Linked DNA regions of Mus musculus: regions 1, 2 and 4 are each linked to region 3. Evidence: chromatin contacts called from public ChIA-PET and Micro-C data. All regions are on one chromosome and are shown on one strand. Each heading gives the region's core, a stretch centred on a gene start, on an enhancer-like site or on the middle of the called end of the contact. The rest is flanking DNA. Distances are from core to core; before and after follow the strand shown. Region 1 holds the start of Trpm7 (transient receptor potential cation channel, subfamily M, member 7). Region 2 holds the start of Mtln (mitoregulin). Region 3 holds the start of Dusp2 (dual specificity phosphatase 2). Region 4 holds the start of Sppl2a (signal peptide peptidase like 2A).

What was found. A called contact is a pair of places that touch in the nucleus more often than the background predicts. ChIA-PET counts read pairs in DNA pulled down with a chosen protein or histone mark.
Region 1: an RNA polymerase II ChIA-PET map of memory CD8 T cells shows a contact between it and region 3, with 54 read pairs. The contact joins the promoter of Trpm7 here to the promoter of Dusp2 in region 3. A contact is called at or near these places in 3 of 115 datasets of contacts at active chromatin or transcription factors (effector CD8 T cells, memory CD8 T cells and microglia).
Region 2: a Micro-C map of embryonic stem cells shows a contact between it and region 3, with 2.4 times the contacts expected there. The contact joins the promoter of Mtln here to the promoter of Dusp2 in region 3. A contact is called at or near these places in 1 of 39 promoter capture datasets (stem cell-derived epiblast-like cells), 1 of 484 Hi-C or Micro-C datasets (embryonic stem cells), 1 of 115 datasets of contacts at active chromatin or transcription factors (memory CD8 T cells) and 1 of 9 other capture datasets (adipose tissue).
Region 4: a contact with region 3 is called in an RNA polymerase II ChIA-PET map of effector CD8 T cells, with 6 read pairs. The contact joins the promoter of Sppl2a here to the promoter of Dusp2 in region 3. A contact is called at or near these places in 2 of 39 promoter capture datasets (hippocampal neurons and pre-B cells), 1 of 484 Hi-C or Micro-C datasets (CD4 T cells), 2 of 115 datasets of contacts at active chromatin or transcription factors (effector CD8 T cells and memory CD8 T cells) and 1 of 9 other capture datasets (liver).

The regions. Positions count from the first base shown.
Region 1 is chr2:126,874,932-126,878,124 of GRCm38.p6, forward strand. Trpm7 (transient receptor potential cation channel, subfamily M, member 7) reads right to left here and starts at 1,330. Exons shown (of 39, transcript NM_021450.2): 1 at 1,043-1,330. The coding sequence starts at 1,045.
Region 2 is chr2:127,790,612-127,793,879 of GRCm38.p6, forward strand. It overlaps Mtln (mitoregulin), which reads right to left and starts at 1,877. Exons shown (of 2, transcript NM_001384135.1): 1 at 1,523-1,877; 2 at 771-1,221. The coding sequence starts at 1,856. The coding sequence ends at 1,686.
Region 3 is chr2:127,333,882-127,337,497 of GRCm38.p6, forward strand. It overlaps Dusp2 (dual specificity phosphatase 2), which reads left to right and starts at 2,278. Exons shown (of 4, transcript NM_010090.2): 1 at 2,278-2,756; 2 at 2,896-3,017; 3 at 3,368-3,587. The coding sequence starts at 2,357. It overlaps Gm46762 (a long non-coding RNA gene), which reads right to left and starts at 1,670. Exons shown (of 3, transcript XR_003953899.1): 1 at 41-1,670.
Region 4 is chr2:126,931,426-126,934,971 of GRCm38.p6, forward strand. It overlaps Sppl2a (signal peptide peptidase like 2A), which reads right to left and starts at 1,810. Exons shown (of 15, transcript NM_023220.2): 1 at 1,522-1,810. The coding sequence starts at 1,587.

The sequences.
Region 1 (3,193 bases), core at 80-2,579, 460 kb before region 3:
GTCTCAAATAAAAGGAGTCTTCAGCGGCTGGAGAGATGGCTCGGCGGTTAAGAGCACTGACTGTTTTTTTCTGAAAGTCCCGAGTTCAAATCCCAGCAACCACATGGTGGCTCACAACCATCCCTAACAAGATCTGACTCCCTCTTCTGGAGTGTCTTAAAACAGCTAGCTGCAGTGTACTTACATATAATAAATAAATAAATCTTTAAAAAAAAAAGTAGTCTTCAATAACTTTACAAACGAAAGTGAGAAATGCAGTATTTATTCACATGTACTTTATAAGTAAGACACTTCTAAACCTAGCCCTAGCCCGACATGGTGGCGCACGTCTTTAATCTTGGGAGGTAGAGGTAAGCGGATCTCTGAGTTTAAGGCCAACCTGGTCTGTCTACACAGTGAGTTCCAAGCCAGCCAGGGTCACAAGCGAGACCTTGTCTCAAAAATAAAGAAAAGGCAGAAAACTAAACCTGTCTGACTTCGGCAAAGAAACACCAGTTTGCATAAAGCCTATCAAGTTAAACTACTGAGCAGGAATGCCTTTCCTGCTCAGATCCTAGATCTAAATGGCTTTCTTTGTAAGAACTCTCCAAATCCGGTTCCTGGCCTTAACAACAAAAGCTCTAGCCAACGCTGCAACACACCGACTCCCTCCAGTCTGCACATTGGCTTCAAACTGTCTGGGACAACAGATGAGGTAGTTCGACGCAGACCTGGCAACGCACGGTCTCAGCCTCCCAGGAATTGTCCCTTCCCTGTCGCCTGCTAAACAAAACCCCGAACCACATCGCAGTCTACACCGTCAAAATCGCTCCCGTTCTATTAAACAAAATAATAGTAGAAAATGTACCTGTAGAGCGTCTGCGGCACAGCCACCAAGTCACAGCTCGGAACCCGCGCCCTTCTCCTTGCCACACCACCCCAGCCCTCCCTCCCTTTCCGTGACGGCTCCGCTGCGAGCGGTGGCGCCCGGAGGGTCACGGAGCTCCCCGGAGCGCCGCCCAGGCTCCCGCGAGGCCCGCCCGCGCCAGGCCCGGCTCCGTACCATTCTCCTCACGGGGCGGACTCCGGAAGGGCAGCGGCTCCTCCTCCACCTCCGCGGCCTGCAGCCATCTATCGGAAAGCGTCTCCGGAGGCGGTGGCACGGGCCACCGAACAAGGACAGCCCCGGGAAACCTTCTCAGAACTAACTCAGCTCCAGCGCTAGCAGCAGAAGTCGAGTCTTTCATAATTGTGCGACCAGCTCCGCCGGGTGACTGGCCACAGGGACGCGCCCGCGCCCGCCTCCGCCGGAGACGGGGCCGCGGCAGCCACGTGACGGGGCCGTCGAGTGCGTCGCGCGGAGGGCGTGTCACGTGAAGGGCGCGCTTACTGCGGCCTGCCCCTAAGCTCCGCCGGCCGGGAAACGCCGAGCTGCTGCTTTCCCTGGTGTTGCTGGCTTCGGCTTCCCCTGCCTCTGTCCACGAGAACTTGTTCCGCTTTAATGACCAGATTCCCCGGCTTCGCCAAAACTTAGCTCCCGGCCGCGCACGCTTGTCTGTTTCTTTTGCTATCGCATCTGTCTACGTTGGTTATTAGCGATCTCTTCCCGCACGTTATCCTTTCCCATCAAGGGTGCAATCCGTTTTTTTTTTTTTATCAACACTGCTATTATTAGTGACTTATTTTAGGTGTATGTGTGTTTTGCCTCATGTATGTCTGTGTACCATATGTGTGCAGTGTCCTCAGAAGACCGTGCTAGATCCTCCAGAACTGGAATTTCAGACATTTAGTGTTATTTGAGTTCCTTTGTAGCCCAGGCGCCTGGCCTAAAATGACCTTGAACTATGGATTCTGCCTTTAACCCCACACTGCTGGGATTGCCGGCTTTTGCCATCCTGAAAGTTTTTTGTTTTTTGTTTTTTTTTAGATCAGGAGTAGTGGCACATGCCTGTAATCCCAGCACTCCGAAGGCTAAGGCAAGAGGACTGCAGTAAATTCCAGGCTATCGAGGATTAGAATGACACCATCTTAAAAACACAAAACCAAACCTGCTTTTGGCACATCATCTTTCTGTATGTATATTATGGGTATGGAGAGTCTTGGAACCAATTCCCTACAGAGACCTAGAGACATTTTTTCTTACAATTTTAAAGGCTCCTCTGCCTGAAGGGCTGTTCTGCCTCTATCTTTCCTCTTTTAACTCTGGCTAATCTCAAATTTACTGTAATCCTCCTGCCTTAGATATACATCTTTAAGTATACATTAAATCAATAGATGCAAAACCTAACAAAATACAAATGTGTATTTCTTTAGATTAATAAAATGTTCAGTATAATTTTATTTCCAATTATTTTCCTTCTTTGGTTGGTTGAGTCAACCTAGAACCTAGGTATAGGGCGAGCCAACTGCACTAGCCTGCTCTGTGTCTATAGATGGACTGTGGATGGACTAGCTGAAGTTTCCTACAATGTGCACGTACCTTGGTTTGGTTTAGCTTCTTCCATGCTGCATAGTTATTATCTCCCAAGCAATATGACCCACAGTTCACTGAGCCAAGCCTCTTCAACAAACTAATCCAGCCACTCACTCTTTCTCTTACAAGTTTTGTGGTGCTTATAAATCATCTTCAGGCATTCCCCACCTTGTAGGCCTAGGAGGAGCAGTGTTTTTAAGTGCTTCAAGTGCTGGCCATGGTGGTACATGTCTTTAATCCTAGCACTTGGGAGGTTGAGGCATGCTGATCTCTGTGAGTTCAAGGCCAATCTGGTCAACATAGCAAGTTCCAGGCCAGCCAAAACCACATAGACTATGTCTCAAAAAATAAAAATAAAAAAATGTCTTAATATACATGTTGTAACAGTATCTGATGAATATTCCAGGGATCTTGATTAACATGTGATCATTCAATAACTATTTATCTTTGAAATTTCAACTGGGTTTATACATTTTGTGACTTGACTATCTTTATAATCTAGAAGACAGGACAAAAAAGAAAATCAAAATATAACAAAATGAAAGTACTTTATTTCTTGTTAACTTTATAATTCTGGTTAAAAAGGAAAAGCTATGGGTTAAAGAGATGGGGCTCAGAGGTTAAGAGCACTGTGCTCTTCCAGAGGTCTTGAGTTCAATTCCCAGCAACCACATGATGGCTCACAATCATATGTACAGCTACAGTGTACTCATATACATAAAATAAATAAATAAATCTTAA
Region 2 (3,268 bases), core at 627-3,126, 460 kb after region 3:
TCCAGGAACAGCCCAGAGGCGGAGCTAGTCCAGCCACAAGTCAATTTAACCCCAAGTTTTCAGTTTAGGACAAAATGTACTTCAAAAAACCTATCCCAACTAAGCCTCAATAAATGATGTTGACAACAGAGCTGACCCTGCTCTGGGGCTGGAGATGGATCACCTGGGAAAATGCCTACTGCACATGCATGAAGATCTGGCTTAAACACCCAGCACCCATGTAAAAACCTGGGGTGGAATGGGGCAATCTGTAACAGTAGTTACAGGACCAAGACTTTGGATTCTCAGAACCCACAGTGGAAGTAGCAGTCTCCAGGACAAACTTCCAGTCTACACCTACATACACATCACACATGCACTCACACACACGTGGACATATATTCAGTACACACACTACACATACAAGAGAAGAAGAAAAGGTGAAGAACAGTCCAGGAAGGCACTGATGCTGACCTCTGGTCCCCACACAACTGCCCACCGCCACCACCCACAGGCAGATAAGAACCCTATTCTACCTCAAAGATCTTCACCTAGTTCTCAGTGAGGAATGCTGACTAGAAAGCTTCAGCCAACTAAAGCCCAGACAGGATGGCTCTCTGAAAACTGGCGTTTCAGCCCTTGCTGGATTCATAGAATAAGATCTAAGTCACATATAAGGCTCAATAATCCTAGGAAAATGGGCCATGGTGTTTCCCTGGAGAACAAACTGATTTTCTTAAAAATGTAGACAATGCGTCAGAAATACATCTTATAAATAACCAAGGCTTTGGTCACTTGATAGGACTGGCATTTATCTTTAAGCTTACTCAACAGTTTCTCTTTCACATATATATTCCGTTATATCACATGCATTATTTTTTTTAATTTTAGTTTTTTTACTCTCTACATTCTTCAAAGTGCAAATATCTTGCATTTGTAATGCTTAATTCAGGCATTTGACACAGCTCCTAGGTTTTCTGAATATGTCTAGAAAAATGACTCATAATGGTCCGTTGATCAGATCTGCCTCCAGGCTGTACCAAGGTGAGATTCCATCAGAAAGTCTCTGCTTTCAGGCTCCAAATCTCTTACTGCAGCAAACTGAATGGTAGGCAAAAATACTGCTTTCTTTTGTGAGGAGGAAAAAGATTCAAAGATGTTTAATTTTTTATTTTAAAAATAGATTCATAAAGTGCAAGAAATTATTTCTCTCCAGTGCTTTTTATTTTCATCTTCGACAAGCTGTTGAAAAACAGTAAGAAAAAAAAATCAGTAACACAGTAGTATCTTTAACTTCAAATTTCTGTACTGTGATCGCAAACCATGAACTAAGAGAAGAAAACTATAGGACTGAAGAATAACTATGATGAAACGCAAAGCTCCTGCCATCCACGTTAAAAAGCCACTGTGGACCCTATGAATGTGGAGGCTGGGCGTGAAATGACTCCCTCCCCCATTTCGAAGTTAAATGTTAAGGTGTAACTGCATCGCACGTGGTAAAACATTCCCATTAAATACCCTCAGCAAACTGAGCTGTTAATACCTGAAAGTAAGTTGTTAGAGAAGACAAAACTATTTTCTTTCTGAAGCAAGCCATGTTCTTGCAAGCCGTGCAAGGACGACTCCTGGGTCGCGCGGCTCCCACGATCCGGGCTGCGTTGGGCTTAGGGAGTGAGAACCCGGCGGACTCGGGCTGCAGCGCGTGCTCAGGCCAGGTCCAGCTTTTTCTGAGTCGTTGCCAGCTTGTCCTGCAGCCTCCGCTTCCTCCAGTCTAGGTAACGCCTCCGCAGCCGATTCGCTTGCCAGCCCAGGACCACTCCAGAGGCGAAAGCCACTAGCACGGACACCTGCAGCGTCCTCTCAGACACGTCCGCCATTGCAACCACTCAGCACAAAGTAGAGTGAGCTACGGATTGGCGCAAGGATCAGATGCCACAGCGCTCGCTTGAGGCCCGCTCTGAGTCTGCGCGAGGAAAGGACAGGAAAGGAAGCAGAGTTCCCTGACTCTTAGATCAGGAGTCTTAACTGTGATGTGAGATGGTCTTGGTTTCTGATGGGCTCCGCGTTTCTTCTACATTTCTTGTTTGACATTAGTCAGATATTCACTTGCATCATACCCGAAGTGTTATCTACTATTGTTCGTTTTTGTTTTGTTTTGTTTCTTTCTTTTTGGTTTTTCGAGACAGGGTTTCTCTGTATAGCCCTGGCTGTCCTGGAACTCACTTTGTAGACCAGGCTGGCCTCGAACTCAGAAATCCGCCTGCCTCTGCCTCCCAAGTGCTGGAACGCCTGCGCCACCACGCCCGGCTTTGTTCGTTTTTCTTATCTAAGCTTTCTGGTAACTCGATTTTAAAATAAACAAATAGAGAAAAAAACTTAATAACACTTAAAAAGAACAAATTTAGATGAAATGGTCTTTAATACGTTTTCTCTTACCCCAGTATACAGGGTATTTTAATATATAATCTTCCAAGTTACTAGTGTCAATGCAATAGCCACAGCTCTCATCAATGGAATAAAAAGTGGACATTGTCAGACCAATGACCTTTAAGTACTTAAAAAAGAGAAGCAGCAGCGGTCGCCATCTTGGTCTGAGACCCGCCGAACTTAGGAAATTAGTCTGAACAGGTGAGAGGGTGCGCCAGAGAACCTGACAGCTTCTAGAACAGGCGGAAGCACAGAGGCGCTGAGGCAGCACCCTGTGTGGGCCGGGGACAGCCGGCCACCTTCCGGACCGGAGGACAGGTGCCCACCCGGCTGGGGAGGCGACCTAAGCCACAGCAGCAGCGGTCGCCATCTTGGTCCGGGACCCGCCGAACTTAGGAAATTAGTCTGAACAGGTGAGAGGGTGCGCCAGAGAACCTGACAGCTTCTAGAACAGGCGGAAGCACAGAGGCGCTGAGGCAGCACCCTTTGTGGGCCGGGGACAGCCGGCCACCGTCCGGACCGGAGGACAGGTGCCCGCCCGGCTGGGGAGGCGGCCTAAGCCACAGCAGCAGCGGTCGCCATCTTGGTCCGGGACCCGCCGAACTTAGGAAATTAGTCTGAACAGGTGAGAGGGTGCGCCAGAGAACCTGACAGCCTCTGGAACAGGCAGAAGCACAGAGGGGCTGAGGCAGCACCCTGTGTGGGCCGGGGACAGCCAGCCACCTTCCGGACCGGAGGACAGGTGCCCGCCCGGCTGGGGAGGCGACCTAAGCCACAGCAGCAGCGGTCGCCATCTTGGTCCGGGACCCGCCGAACTTAGGAAATTAGTCTGAACAGGTGAGAGGGTGCGCCAGAGAACCTG
Region 3 (3,616 bases), core at 1,028-3,527:
TGAACAACCTTAAACAGAAACCAACCGTGTGGTCACTTACTGTCTAGTGAAGAGGCACTTGGCAGCCTGTGCCAGCAGCCATCCTGGCTGGGGCCCCATCTCATGTTATCCCCAGCCGATGTCCAGAGTCCTATCTCCTCTTGGCAGGCTTCCAGCGAATGGTTCTGGACAAACAGGGTCCTGAGGAGGTAGCAAGGGGTGGCAGACAACCTACAGATGACTCATTGGTGGCGGCATTGGGGGGTGGGGATCTTCAGTCAGAACAGGAGCTGGGGAGGGATGTGGGCTCTTCTACCCCAGCCTTGGACTTTCATCAGGTGTTGAAGGTGGGGGTTTCCCCCTGATTTGGGACTCCAGCAGAAGATGAAGGCAAGCTCCTCTTTTATGGTTCAGTTTGGCTTCTTTGAGTTCATCTGTGTTTGTCAGAGCTGAAAAGGGTACCACGCCAAGGACAGTGGCTTTGGGGTGTATGTGTGACAGATCCGCATTGGCTCATATGCAAAGACTGAGGCACCCAGCAGACTCTGAGGGACACACTCTCACCCTGCCAGGGGGCCCAGCAGCTCAGTTCAGCACTGGAGTCAGGGGCTGGAGTTTCCCACAAAGCTAAGTTGATTTCACTCCTGCTGCAGGGACCTCAGCTAGCAGGGCCTCCCCTCTTCTCCACAGCTGGAAGGCTGTGGCTCCAGGCATGGCAGGTGACTCTGTTCAGCAAGACTAGACATGATGGTCCCCCTCCATGCTCTGTAATTTGTCCCTGGAATCAGCCATTAAGTCATCTGTGAGGCTGATGCCAAGGATAAGAGCCCCCTATCAGCTTCAGGGATCTATGGTCCAGACTCCCTGGCTGGGCTGCCAGTTGTGCTGTATCAGCCTCCAGACAGGCTTGGTGGGAAGGGACCCAGGCTGTGGCCCTGGAACCAACTTGCATGACCGTGCCACTGAGACACAAGTCCATGACTCCTGGTCCAGGAGTCCTCGTAGCTCTCCCTGGCATTCTGTATCCCCCACAAGCCCCAAGTTCCCCAAATCAAGAGGAAAGGCATAATATTTTGCTCGAGCACCTATATACCTACCATACCTTATGTTAGGGGTCCCCACAGGTTCTAGCCACAGGCCTCCAAGAAACAAAGGATCTGCAGGGATGCTGGAAGGGTCTTAGTAAAGGCAGAGGATTGGCTCAGGGCAATAAAGATTTGGGAGGCTGGGTTCTGAACACTGTCCCCACCCGCCTGCTTCAGTTCAGCCACCTACCAACTTTCTCGCCCCCAACGCAGGAGTGTCCCGGGGGGCCCACGTGCAGCTGGGCCTCACCACATCCGGGAGGGGGGGGCGGGCAGGCACTTGAGTGGGGGAGCACAGAATGGCTGTGAGTTACCCAGTTTTTCATTCTTACAGTTTGGTGTGGGACCAGGGCCTGTCCCAGAGGGGTTTGTAGCTCCTAAGGGGTCGGAAGGGAACAGGTTCTGTGAATAGTCCTTCTTCCCCTGAAATTCCCGCCAGGCCTGGCTATGCCCTGGGAGAGCCCAGCATCGTCAACAGAGTTCCTCTTTAGCCCTGGCCTGTGGCATGGGAACTACTTCTTTTTAGGCTCTTGGGGGTTTCCCTGGGCCCCTGGGGAAAGAAACTGTCCCAGTCATAAGAGGAAACTCGTCACAGGCCCCTGCGCCCCTTCCCCATTAAAGCCCCTCCCACCCCACCCCACCCCCGCCCCTGCCCCAGGGCTTTGGCTTTCCAGGACTCCTCCACCTGGGCCTGGGCCTGACATGGGAGAATAGGACAATTTCCTGACGGTTGGTGTCTTTCCTAATAGTGTATCATTATGGGTAGCAACAGGTAATTTGTCCATTTTTGCTATCGAAATTCCTAGAATGAAAACCCTGGGAGAAAATGGGAAAAGTGAGGAAGCTGAAGACCTGAGTAACTCAAAGGCTCGGTGCAGCTGAGAGCTGAGTTCCTAAGCACTTAGTGGCTTGAAGCCTGGCAAAGAGTGGGGAGCACTGGGGCATATACACTGGAGAGACGTGGGTGGGGCCTCTAGACTCCAGGCCGACACTTGTCACGGTCTGGTTCCCAGTTTCTTCCCCCGCGTGTCCCTCCCCCTGATGCCCCGCCCCACCCACCCCCTGTCCGCTCAGGGAGCCCCGGGGGCGGCCCAGCCAGAGTCCCACGTGAAGCCGCGGGGGCGGGCACCGGCGCCTTCCTGCTCTACCCTTGTATGGTGACCCGAGGGGCCAGCCCTCGAGTATTTAAGCCCGGGCTCGACGAAGAGCCCCCAGAACCGTCAGCTCCCGCCACACAGACACCGCGCCGCCGGAGCCGAGGGAGAGGACATCCGGAAGCAGGAGGCTTTGCGATGCCGATCGCCATGGGGCTGGAGACGGCGTGCGAGCTAGAGTGCGCGGCGCTGGGCGCGCTGCTGCGGGAGCCGCGGGAGGCCGAGCGCACGCTGCTGCTCGACTGCCGCCCGTTCCTGGCCTTCTGCCGGAGCCACGTGCGCGCCGCGCGACCGGTGCCCTGGAACGCGCTGCTGCGGCGGCGTGCGCGCGGCACCCCCGCCGCTGCCCTCGCCTGTCTGTTGCCCGACCGCGCACTCCGGGCGCGCCTGGGCCGCGGGGAGCTGGCCCGTGCCGTGGTGCTGGATGAAAGCAGCGCGTCTGTGGCCGAGCTCCCGCCGGACGGCCCCGCTCACCTGCTGCTAGCCGCACTGCAGCACGAGATGCGCGGGGGACCCACGACCGTGTGCTTCTTGCGAGGTGAGCCCGCGCCCCGCGCCCTGCGCCCTTCGCCCCTTCTCCCATGTTCCGCGCCCCGCGCTCTTAGCCCCTTGTCCCACGTTCCGTGCCCCGTTCCCGACCTCTTGGCTAATCATACCCTTTCTTGTCTTTCCCACAGGCGGTTTCAAAAGCTTCCAGACGTACTGTCCGGATCTGTGCTCTGAAGCTCCTGCCCAGGCCCTGCCTCCTGCTGGGGCCGAAAATAGCAACTCTGACCCGAGGGTTCCGATCTATGACCAGGTGAGTTGATATTCGAATTTGTTGTCTTCATTGTGCATTCTAGAGGGATGCCTCTGGAGAACGCCAGTGGGGAAAGACAGGGGTGTGTTCCAATATACATTCCCAGATGTGGAGAGTGTTTGTGTGACCTGCAAATGGTGTGAACGTGTATATATCCTCATACAGACTTTAAGGCATATGTGGCACAAAGTGTCTGAACATATGTCCCCTTGTGGCCTCAAGACTTTTAATTCTGTCCTTGGTCAGAAGGCCTAGAGCTTCTCTTGTTTCTAGCCAATCCAAGATGTCTGGATCAAGCCCTCCAGCACAAGGCTGAGTGAGGTCTCACCACCGTCCCCTTCCTCCTCCAGGGTGGTCCTGTGGAAATCTTGCCCTACCTGTACTTGGGCAGCTGCAACCACTCCTCAGATCTTCAGGGCCTGCAGGCCTGCGGCATCACAGCAGTTCTCAATGTCTCTGCCAGCTGCCCCAACCACTTTGAGGGTCTTTTCCATTACAAGAGCATTCCAGTAGAAGATAACCAGATGGTGGAGATAAGTGCCTGGTTCCAGGAGGCTATCAGCTTCATAGGTAGGGGAGCCTCAGCCCAGGGTTCTGTG
Region 4 (3,546 bases), core at 560-3,059, 400 kb before region 3:
CTTTGTATGTTCTGTTTGGTTTGGTTTGTTTTCTTGAGACAAGATTTCTCTCTGTAGGCTGTCCTGGAACTCTCTGTAGACCAAACCGGCTCCAAACTCAAGAGATCCACAGACCTCAGCTTCCTGAGTGCCCAAAAAATGTGGGTTTATCAAGAGTAGATGTATTACTGTGCTAAATATTGATTTACCTTGAGAAAAATTAGTGGAGCTATGGTATAAGTACGTAAACATTATTTCGTATTAATCATCTTAAGTTCCCTGAAATGAGTTAAGCTTGACAGCTAAGCTAGAGGGCCGAGACATTTACATATCCTGTGAGTTTTCTTTGGACCTAAATGACACTTGTCTGGTTATTCAGTTCCTGCTTTAAAGATACAAAGTAAAGCTACTGTGCTGTCATTCTCTCCTCAAAATACTTTTTGAATGGGTTCTCTCCGAATGCTGTCCAGCAAAGTTCCTAGAACGCCAAAGGCTACCTTAAAAAAAAAAAAAAAAAAAAAACTGTTTGGGGCTTAAACCTTCTCCATGACCTTTTCAAGCCCAGAGTGACAAAGCAGTCTTTCAGAGAAGTGATGGTTTTTAAGTAATAACTACATACACAGTTTACACAACAGTGTGCAAACAATACCGATACAAATTTCCCAACATCAAATGTCAGAAAAGAAAGTGAACAGAAACAAAATCTAAAACACTGAGAGTTAGCTTCTTGGTCACACATTGGAGCTCAAATTACTTTGATCCCGAATTTTAAAACATTATTTCAGCAAATATGGGTATGTGAGCGCATATTTGTTATTTTTTTCTCAACCAGACTTTGACCCTTTTAGACGTCAAACTATTCAAACCTCTCATTTCCCCTTTAAAGGTATTTTAAAGTATACCTATATGAAAACAAAAGCATAATACAAATCCCATAGTATAATCACATGTACCTTACATAGAAGGCACTATCTGGGAGTGAAAGGAAAGTATATAGATATTCATATGGCTATAGAGAGAAATGTATGTGAGCGCAGTCAACAAAAGAGCAGGCCAGAACGCTAACACCTGGAACCCTGTTCACACCGGCCCCTCCATCCGCCTTTTTCTAGGCAAAAGGCAGCAGTAAGATTGGGCTACACAGAGAAGCACAGAAGTGAATTCTTTGAATTAAGAAGAAAAGATGCCAGCACAGTGAAAAATTATAGAGAGGGCTCCAGGACCAAGGAGGAGGAAGCTCCCCACCCACTCCTACCCCCGCCCGCGGGTTTCTCCCAGGGGTTGGGCATTTCGCTGGATTTCGGGGGCTGGGGGCGGGTGAGGAATGCTGGGACTCAAGGACGAAGGCAGTTAACCGGGCCCGGGCAGTGGGAGAATGGGAAGCCAGGGTAGAAGGAGAGGAAGGGGGAGGTAGGGAAGGAGGAGGGATGAGGGAAATCCGGAGGAGGTTAGAGGGAAAGGAAGGGATGGAGGGGGAGGGGGAGGAAGCGGGAGGAAGGGGAGGGAAAAGCGGAGGGGAGGGGAGGGGAGTGCGGCTCTCACCAGTCCGAGCAGGCAGCTCCAGAGCAGGGCAGCCGCGGGAGCGTGCAGCGAGTGCAGCAGCCCCATCCCACGGGCGGGCAGCTAGGCTCAGGCTGCGCTGGCGGCACCCGGACCTCTAGGGTGCAGCCCCGACTTCCTCTTCCGGTCCCTCCCGCGAAACGCTAGGCCGGGACTCTGTGGGTACTGTCAGCTCCTGGCAGAGCCGTTTTAGCTGCGTAAATCCTGGGTTCTCGTTCGGTTCCCCCTAACTGCGGCCGCCGCCCATTCCAAGCCACTGGAGCTTCGGGTTTCAGTTTCCTTTCTGGCCTCTGCCACGTAGCCTCGGGGCGATCTTCGTAAATACGGAACCCAGACGAGGCTCCTCTCCACACTTGGCAGCACAAATCAAAACTCTTCCTCTGCTGCTAAGTTTACGTCACCTCACCCTGTTTTCTCTGTCCTTGGTTTCTCTACTTTCCCACCCGTTAAGATCCACAGACCCTCCAGGCGGGCAGTCTCTGGGGAATACACTCTTGGTGTTCCCTTATCACTTACTTAACACTTCCTCCCTAAAGAGGGTTTCCTAGTACACTTCATCTTAAGTACCCCTTAATTCACTTTCATGCTATGATTTATTTGTAACCTTCATAGCTTTTTTTTTCTTTTTGTTATTTATTTATTTATTTATTTATTGCTGTTGTTGTTCTTGCTTTCTTTGGAAACATCCTCGACTAGTACTGAACTCACTTTGAAGATGATGGCCTAGAACTCAGAGATCTTCCTGTATCATAGGCATAAGTCACCATGCCTGAGGTTTTGGGGGTCCCTCCCCCCATTTTCTTATACTCATCTATGTATCTCCCATGCTGCTATCCAGTTAATGGAAGGATCCCTCTTTGCTCTGTTGACTGCTGTGTCCTTACACACAGAATATCCAGTGTATACTAGGTTGTCAAATATTTGTTGGATGACTATTTAATACCAAACACTGAATAGGACAGTGTTCCTGTTATCCTAAAGGAGGGACACAGCAAGGACTACAGATGTGTGAGCAAACACTGTTACAAAGCAACCTTTCACAAGGAACTCCACAAGGATCCAAGGGAGGTAAAAATAGGGCACCAGGAAGAGAAAAAAAAAAAAAAAAAAAAAAAAAAAACACCAGCCCTAGCTGAGTATAACTGACTATTACCTTCTGTGCAAGTTAATTTCAGCTAGGCAAAGAGGAAGGAAGCATTAGTCTGAAAGCCAAGGGAGGCAACTACAGAACTACAGAACTACAGAACTGGACCTTGGCTGAAGTTAGGAGAGGGGGAGAGTGAGAAGAGGCAGAGGGTGAAATAGTTGCACAGCTTGGAACTTGAGACTTCCTCATTGGCATCTTCCTGGGGGAATTCCTGAAGGAAGCTCTCCCACAGTTCTGCGTGGGTTTTTTCTGTAGTTGTCTGTCCCCTGGCTTCCCCCTCTGGTCCAGTTTCAATCTATTTGTAACCCTACCAGCTGTAAGAACCCCCTAGACAGAAACTGCCTGTCAAGCATTGTTGCATTTACTCTCAGCCACTTTTAGAATCCTTCTAGGACACTGATGTTTAAGCTAATCTCCCCTTTCCACTGGGATCCTAGATACTTGCTCATCTGATGAGAGCAATATATCTGGATTTTAAAAACATTTCCAGATTTAATATACAGCCAAGCTTAAAAACCTTTCATTATTTAGTGTTTCAGAGTGCTGGCCTGGACCACGGCTCCTGACTGCAGTTTCAGCATCACCATCCAAACCTATTGAATCCGAGAATCAGAGAATGAGCATTCCAGAGACCTCATACTGCTACCTCAGTTTAGCTCAAATAAATCTTACTCCTGACCTTCTAAGTTGTCTCAGGGGAACATTTATACTCTTAAGAGCTTCTTGTTGGATGAGAATTCCTAAAATAGGACACGAAAAAAGGAAAAACTATACAACAATAAAATCAAATTCACTTCACCAAAATAAAAACCTCTGTTCTTTGGAAGATATGTTTTTTAAATATTTATTTGTGTGTGTAC